2 separate regions of the Gossypium arboreum genome follow, and region 2 is linked to region 1. Evidence: chromatin contacts called from public Hi-C data. All regions are on one chromosome and are shown on one strand. The core of a region is the stretch at or near the end of the contact, and the rest is flanking DNA. Distances in the headings are between cores, read along the strand shown. Region 1 holds the start of LOC108466928 (40S ribosomal protein S23-like). Region 2 holds the start of LOC108464234 (protein MODIFIER OF SNC1 11).

Region 1 (4,078 bases), core at 338-2,837:
CAATGACTAAATATTTTTAAAACCTGAATTGGTCCGATTTAAAATAATATAATCCACAACCAACCCAACTTGTCCAATTGATAGGCCTACTTAGCACGCTTAAAAAATTATATCATACAATTTCACTTAAGTTCTACTTACATTCTCTTCAATGTAGTTTAAGCAACCATCATTTGGGACGAATGCCGCAATCTTCTTCCCATTCTTGATCAATTGAACTCTAGCACACTTCCTAATAGCAGAGTTCGGCTGCTTAGCTTCAATACCTCTGGATGTTATAAAGCCATTAGTGCATATATTGAATTAGTGTTCAATGAAAACAAAAGCACCAAAAAAGAAAAAAAAAAAAAAGAACAGGGAATTCTTACATCTTCTCAAGGACAATGCCTTTGGCATGGGAAGAACCAGCAAATGGCTTCTTCCATTCATTTCCAAGGTTGGATTTTTTGTATGCCTTATCGGCCCACCGTTGCCTCCTCCTGTGGGTCCTCAACTTGCGTCCAGCTCCCATTCCACGTGTCTTCCTGAATGAAAAACCCTTAATAAGACCTATTGCTTTTGAAACGAATCTAAGAACTCAATCAACCCAAAATGCCTGAACCAAACAAACCCAACACAATTTGACCCTAAAAAGTAAACAACCAAAATCTATCCAACCCGAACCCGAATGTACCCAAATGCATAATTACCAACCCCAGAAAACTTGAAAGACAACTTGAACCTAAAATTAACCCAGACCCAAAACAGGCCTAAAAATCCTAAAACCCGAATTGACCTGATCCAAAACAACTTCATCGTCCAATTGACAGGTCTACCATCTACCCTTAATCTCATAAATTAGAACTCCTCAAAATATAAAATTCTAAACATCAAACTTCGTAAATCTTATGTAGCTTTTAAAAGTGTTTGATGGAGGACAGAAAGAGTTTGTATCACTTCAGGTGAAAGTCGACATTTTGTAATTTCAAACAAGCATTGTTCAACTGCCATTCATATATAATACTCCTAAACCCTTGGAAAATCAAATACAAGAAAAATTTTCTGGCTTTCAAGAAGCTCATAGCATTATTCATACAGAGAATCATAAACCAAAATCCATATTCCAACTCATTCTTTCAATCTTAAAGCTAAAACGCCTAAACCAGCAATCAAATTTCCAAAAAAAAAAAAAACACAATATCTAAAATCAATAGCAGGTGCAATGCACTCAAAGCTATAAAGTCTCATTATTCCCAATCTTTTTTTCAAAGTGTAGAATTAATACAAGACTTAGAGACCCAACAACCCACATCCGAAAACCGATACTTCTCATAAAAAAATCATTTAATTAAACAAGCAAGATCAGCTTAACAGTAAAAAGAAAAAGGGTAGGGAAGCTAAGAAAAGAAACAAGCTACGGATTTATGCTGAAATTGATAGCAAGAAAACATACCCCATATTGGCTGAGAGGTTATTCCAACTGCGGCGAGGGTTTCCAGAGAGATTGAGGCGAAGACAAAGAAAAATCTGCTGCCGCTAAGTTTGAAGTATAAACCTCGAAGCTGCTGCTTAAGGCCCTAACCCTACAAACGATGGGCATATATAGATATATAGTGGGCTGTAATTTGGACCCATAATAAATATTTAAAATAGGTGCTTTCAGCTACTTTACTCGGTCCCAAGTCGGGTTGGGCTGAAAATATTTTGTATTAATTATTTAGGGTAAAGTAAACCAATAGTTATACAATTTTAATCTCAATAACAAAACAATTACTTAACTTTCATCTTAATCGCTAAATTTTTTAAAAATAACAAATCAGTCACTATTAACCATTTTTCCTTACAGACGTAACAGAGCTATCATTTTCCTCCTTCTCTCCCCCACCCTTTGCTACGGCTTTCCCATCCCTATCCCTCTTCCCAACAATCCCCCTACTCCGATTCTCTCCCTCTCCTCCATCGTCCCTCCCCTTACTTCGGCCCTCTCCCTCTCTCCCACCGTCCCTTTCCTTCTGCTAACCCACCCACCATTCAAGCCCATTGATTTTTGTCTCCCAAAACCATGGGTCATGTTCTTCCCAACCAAAAATCTCAGTTAAATGCATAAAAAAAGGTCCTATTCTTAATTTTTTTTAGTTAAACTGCTTCATTCCTCTTCCCGCATCACTACTAGTAAGCTTCTCTCTTTCTCTCATCATCTTATTGTTTTACTAAATGGAAGCTTTAACAAATTTGGCAAAAACAACAATGACAGAAACAAGTTATTTTGAAGTTATTTCTAGGTTTTTCTTCTCATATCCAAATGAAAAAAAAGGGAAAAGAATATCTAAAAATGTATAAATTATTGACAAAAATGGATTTGAGCTTACAATTTTAAGGAATTTGAGCTTTTCTAAAACGGGATCCATCGTTTTCTGATTGCTTTGAAATCATAGTGATTTGATTGCCCGAACTCTTCATTACCCAATAATAATAAAGGTAAAGTACACCAACAGTCATTGTTGTTTAACCCATCTTACCTAATAATAATCACAGTGATTTGTCTATAATACAAATGACTAAGTAAAAAACCTAACAAATGAATTTTGAAACAACAAGATAACGAAATTATGAAATATAAAATAAGGGTTTTGTTTAACCTGTCTTACCCAATCCAAATAAAAAAAATTAAAGCAGTTGTGATCTAGAAACTTGTTAAAGCGGAAAAAAATTAAGAACGCGACCTTTTTTTTATGTATTTAACTGAGATTTTTGGTTGGGAAGAACTAGACCATGGTTTTGGGAGACAAAAGCAAGGGGCTTGAAGGGTGGGTGGGTTAGCAGATGGAAGGGGATAGTGGGGGAGAGGGAGAGGGAAAGGAGAGCGGTGGTAGGGGGAGGGAGACAAGAGGGGAGGGGGAGAGAAGGATGGAAAATGACAGTTCCTTTATGTTTGTAACGGAAAATGGCAACTCTGTTACATCCGTAATGAAAAATTGTTAATGGTGACTGATTCATTATTTTTCGAAAGTTTATTGACTAAATTGAAAGTTGAGTGGTTGTTTTGTCATTTATATCAAAATTGAGTGACTATTGGTATACTTTACCTATTATTTTAATAGAATTTTATTACCTTTAAATAGATATTGATTTTTTTAGGGAATAAGGTTGTTCATAGATTTACACATTTTATATTTTCAAAAAATGTTCAAAGATCAAATTTCTAATGATTATTAATTGAAGACTTAAATGTATTTTTTAAATTATTCAAATAATATATTGAAATTTATTAAATTAAGTGGCAATCTATTATTTTAAATAAAAGTGAAAATATATGTTCACTCTCTATAGTTTCTCTTTGTTTAGGAGTTGATTTTGTTGGCTAGTTGTTAAGGGTCGTTCCTTCTTATTTTTATCAAAAGAAAATTAAATTAATTAACATAATTAAATTAGTTTAGTAAATTGATTGGTAATCATCCTGTTGTCGAAAATCCAAACGGTCAAAAAGCTAGAAATAGTGAGGACAAACCGTGGTCAAAGTTTCATGATGGTTCAATAGTCAAATTTATAGATTGGGCTTGGAAAGTTTTAAAGAATGATTTTTTGTTTTGATTTTTGAGAAGTTTCTTGAGAAAATGAAAAGAGAACTAGAAAGAAGAGGAAGAGGTGACTATGATTCATCGTGGAAGACAGATAGGGAACAGATAGTGTTGCAGACCAAAAAGAAAGTCAAAATCGGTCAACAACAGTCACTATTTAAAAGTCTGTTAATTTTAGTTCCTTTTTTTTTTTGTAAAACACTGCGTTTTGAACCTTTTAATTAAACGGTACGTTTTGGGGAAGGAGGTTATCAAGGGTAGACGGACCTGGTAATGAAATGTGGAGTTTTGGAGTTGTCATAATAGTTGTAAGAATATATTTCCTCTCCTTTTTTAACCACCGATCTGAAAAAAGAGGTTGTTATGAAAAGAATTGGCTTATTCTCATACTTTCACTTCTCTTTCTCATGCCCTCCTTTTTGTTTTCCTTCCCTCTTCAGTCAATTTTCTCTCTGAATTTTCTAGATTGTATTAAGGGTATAAGAGCTACATCAATCCTGATGGCCGGTGATAGAATCACA
Region 2 (4,454 bases), core at 1,821-4,320, 380 kb before region 1:
AAACTTATGCATACAAACCTGCAAACAAGCTCATGAGTACATGCATGCTCGAGAATATAGCCAACAAATGATTCTATTTCCTTTTTTTACTATTTAGAAGGAACAAAAGAAACATGACAACAGTCGGAGATTACTGAACAAAATGAGCCTCCTACAAACCCCTACACCAAAGCATTTCAATGTAAACACAAAAAAAAAATGTTATCCACGTTTGCTCATATAAAAGGCGTTTAAGTTCATCATTTGTCCTATAGCCAAAGTCACACTTAAAAAAAAAAAAAAACCAAGAAAGAAAGAGACCTAAGACCCTAACATGTAGAAACCAGAATAAATGGAAACTAAACTTGCTTTTAGATATTTATGAGAATGTATCATCTACTACTTAAAATTATTTAACCCATAGAAATAGATGTCAGACTCAATTTGGATACTACTACCGTCTCGAATTTGGTCATACCATGCAACTTGGAAGAGTATAAAATCCCCAAATATTACCATGGCAAGAGAACAAACCAAAATTTTTTTTCTTGATGGAAATTACTAACCACTCCATACTTTCTCAATCATATCATCAAAAGGAGAACTTGAAATTTTCTAGCCCTTATCCTAGAGGTTTTAATGCTTTTTGTAGGATTTCAGATAGGTTAACACTACAGGTGATCGCTGATTCCTCTATAGGCCTCACCAAGTCAATAGAAATCGTAGTTATGTCCGAAATGAGAAAAATGCCATCCAAACTACCAACGAAACCTTTCACTGCTTTAGCAATTTATCCGAGGATGAAGGAGTACCACATCTAATAATTCTGAGGTTGGAAAGATAACATTGTAAAGAAGCCGCTACAGGTACAAGTTGTTACAACACTACTAGACCTGAAAATGAAAAGTATAAGTAATAGAATGGATCTAGTATATTCGAGTATTGTGCAATGCATATATAGAAGATCAAAGCAATTCATATCTCCAAAGTCACCTTCTAACTAGGTAGGGAAATTTTGTATTTAGGGTCCTCCACCAGCCTTTCCAGCAATAGGAGCCTCCTAACAAAAAAAGGTATATCAATCAACATCTCGAACAGCACCTATAAAACACTTGAATTTCTCCTATCTAATAAATCCACTAGAGAAACAACTAATTTAGGCCTTACTGGCTCAATATTTCCCTTCCCATTCACCTGTGATGATGTACTTGATGGAGGATTAGAGAACCTGGAAAGACAAGATAAATCAAAGTTCAATATACATTTTCTTAGGCATTTATATATCTCTAAAATTAAATCAAACAGCTTTTCAGCAGTAGAACATACCTAATTGCCCTCGCTTTTCTTTTCTCCTCTTCCACTGTATCAGGTTTGGAATCTTGTGCAAATCTGGCAAGACGTGCTTTCTTTTTGGCCTCCTCATCAGTAGCCGTAGTGGGTACAGAAAGCCCAAACCTGAGAAACAACAATAAAAATGACAAACTGAATAAAAATGCAAATGTAAGCCACATATTCACCCCCATAAAGGGTATATAGAATAAAACCTCTCTGCTCTGGCTTTCCTCTTCATGTCCTCCGATTGCTTAGATGCTTCTGATCCATTCATGCTGGGCACAGTACCGAACCTGCAAAATGGTTGGTCCACACTCAACAAGTTAGAAACAAAAAGAAGTCAAAAAATGGAAGGCAACATCCACAGCTACAGCTTTACCACCAACAAAACTCTTCTATTACAACATTTTAAGGCTCTGTTACAGGAAAACACTATCTTTCCAGCCATTTTCAAATTGGTTTGCACGTTCCCATCAAGGAACACTAGCAACCCAATTCAGTAAGATTAAAGTCCCTTAATAAATTGTTCACTCCAAAATTATAACGTAAAACAAATCATTCAGGAACTTCAAAATTTATCTATTCATTTAATTAGAATTATGTATTTATATTAAAAACCACACACACACACACACACACAAAAGTTCCAAAATACTTCTTATATTCCAATTCATAGTATTTTGTTCTTACTAAACTTAGCTGGATAAGACTACCCTATCGAATTAGGTTTCACAAAAGTAGCAAGTTACCTTTCAATTTTCGTTTTGATATCAGACTGATCTCCAATCCTTGTAACACTGTTTTAAGAAGCCATATAGTTTCTCTCTAATTATATAGAACTAAGTTAGGATTTGCCTTAAATTGCCAAGTTGTCCCAGGCGAACATGCAAGCAAGCTTAGTAACTAGGTAAGACTCTGATCTGATAGGGTTATACTCACCTCTAGAGAATCAACGGATAAATTAATAAAATCCAAAATACGATAAGCTCCAACATGAAGAGCAAGACAAAAGGAAAAACTAGAGGAACGAATTCAATAGCAATAATGAATGGTTCTAAGCACCTCAAGATCCAAGAATCGAATGGCATTTCAAGAAATTTATCCGAATAGACATTTCCAGAAATCAATCAAAATAAAAAATCAAATTCTTCTCTTATCGTTAGAAGTTCTGATCGACTAGGTACAAAACCAAAAAGAAAAACCCTGAATTCCCGATAAACCCGGGGAGATTAAAGTAGTTACCTCTCAGCCCTAGAATTACGCTTCTCTTGCTCAGACAACTGGACCGGTACGCCGAACCGCTCAGCTCGGCGAATCTTCTTCTGGATGTCGTTAACGGGAGCGCTGCCACCCCCAGAGGCGGAGCCCCCAGCAGTCCCGCCAGTCTTCCAACCCTTGCTCTCCTTAAGAGGTACTTCAGAAGCAGAAATATCAGAGCTAGGAGGATCTAACTTATCGGTGGAAGGCAGAGCGGGCTCGGCGGTCTTCTTAGAGATCGGTTCTGCGGATGAATTGGCGACGGAGGATGGAGCCGCGGAGTTCCTTGCGGTAGCGAGGGGTTTATCGGTGGTGGTTGCCATGGGAATGGTAGGTAGAGTTGCGTGAAGAGGAGGAGCCGAGACCTAAGAGAGTGAGCGGTGAGGGTCACTGTCTTCTCTTACTCGCTGGTTAAGGATTAAGGAAAAAGGCTAAGGATTAAACAATAAAGGCAAGAAGGTTTTTCGTTTCGCCTTTCTTCATTCGCTGTTGTTGGGCCGGATGGCCTGCTAAGACCGACTCTCAATTAACGTACTTTTTATTTTGAGTTAGAAGTTAATTAAGGATAAAATTAATTAAAAATTTAAAAATATTCAGTTGAATCGAGTTTTAGTTGTTTTAACCGGTTTATAATGGTTTTTGATTTAATCATTTCAAAATTACTCTCTATATTGATCATTCGGTTACTTCCGATCCAATGGACTAATTGAGTCCTGTTCAAACAACATTGATTAAAATATTCTTAAAATTTAGTCATTGTACTTAAAAAAATAAAAAAGAAGTCTTCTTATTTATTTGATTTTAAGATTTCAATCTAAATATTAATATTATTTGTACTTTTTATCAAAATTTATCAAATTGATGTGTTAATTAAATTGTTCTCATATAACGTCACATATGATTGGCTAAAATAAACATGTTAAGTTTACAAATTTTGACAAAAATTAAAAACAACAATAATGATTAAACTAGAATTTTAAATTGAAAAAGTAGAATAATTAAATTTTAACATTTAAAGTATAGGAACTAAATCTCAAATTTTAAATAAGTACATGAACTAATAGCATATTTTAACAACTAAATAATTAAAATAATTTATTGAGAGAGTTATAATGGTGTTAAATTTTTTTTTAATTGTTTCTTTAGATTTTTAAACATACATTAAGAGGATTATAATCTACAAAATAATTTATTGAGCGAGTTGAGGGTTTACTAAAATAGGTTTGCTTAGTTTCAAGTCTCAAGACAAGAACTCCTTTGTTTCAAGACACATAAACATCGAAGTTAAAGGTTTGAAACATGATAGATATGTCTCGAGACCTATCTAGAGACATAAGATGCCAAGTCTAGAGATATGAACCCCAATGTCTCGACATTCTATCATCGAAAAAAATTTAAAAAAAAATCAAAGGGATAACATGTCCTAAGACATCCAATTGAGTTTTGATTCGAGTTTGAACCCCATATAATTGATCTGTCTCAATTTACAATGGCAAGTTAAGCTCTTTTCATGACTCAAGGAGCTTGTATTCAAGTAGTTTTACGTTTTTAATGTTTATTTTAGAATTATTTAATTTTTAGTTTTAATTGAATAAAACGATCTTTCAGTGTGGTTTTATGACCTATTAGGCCAGTTTGGGCCTAAGGGAAGATTGATGTGTTGATTGAGTGTGTAGGACATCGTCTTAGGCTGAAGAGTTAATCCCCAAAATGTCACAACATCAAAGATGGATTTCGTGACATCCAACTTCGAAGCAAAAAGGAGCTTCAAGGCATTAATATTGCAACAACCAACTATCACTGTCGTGACATCCAACTTCAAACCTAAAGAAATTATATTCAAAGTCTAATGTCACAACAACCAATTTTGAAGCAAAAAAGGGGTG

The links. Hi-C and Micro-C count contacts between places; a contact is called where the count stands out from the background.
Region 2: a Hi-C map of leaf shows a contact between it and region 1, with 3 times the contacts expected there. The contact joins the promoter of LOC108464234 here to the promoter of LOC108466928 in region 1. A contact is called at or near these places in 2 of 5 Hi-C or Micro-C datasets (both in leaf).

What each region holds. Positions count from the first base shown.
Region 1 is chr13:53,186,558-53,190,635 of ASM2569848v2, reverse strand. It overlaps LOC108466928 (40S ribosomal protein S23-like), which reads right to left and starts at 1,587. Exons shown (of 4, transcript XM_017767314.2): 1 at 1,433-1,587; 2 at 369-524; 3 at 142-268. The coding sequence starts at 1,437.
Region 2 is chr13:53,562,857-53,567,310 of ASM2569848v2, reverse strand. LOC108464234 (protein MODIFIER OF SNC1 11) reads right to left here and starts at 3,070. Exons shown (of 6, transcript XM_017764411.2): 1 at 2,554-3,070; 2 at 1,524-1,604; 3 at 1,306-1,434; 4 at 1,174-1,207; 5 at 973-1,039; 6 at 1-872. The coding sequence starts at 2,891. The coding sequence ends at 1,001.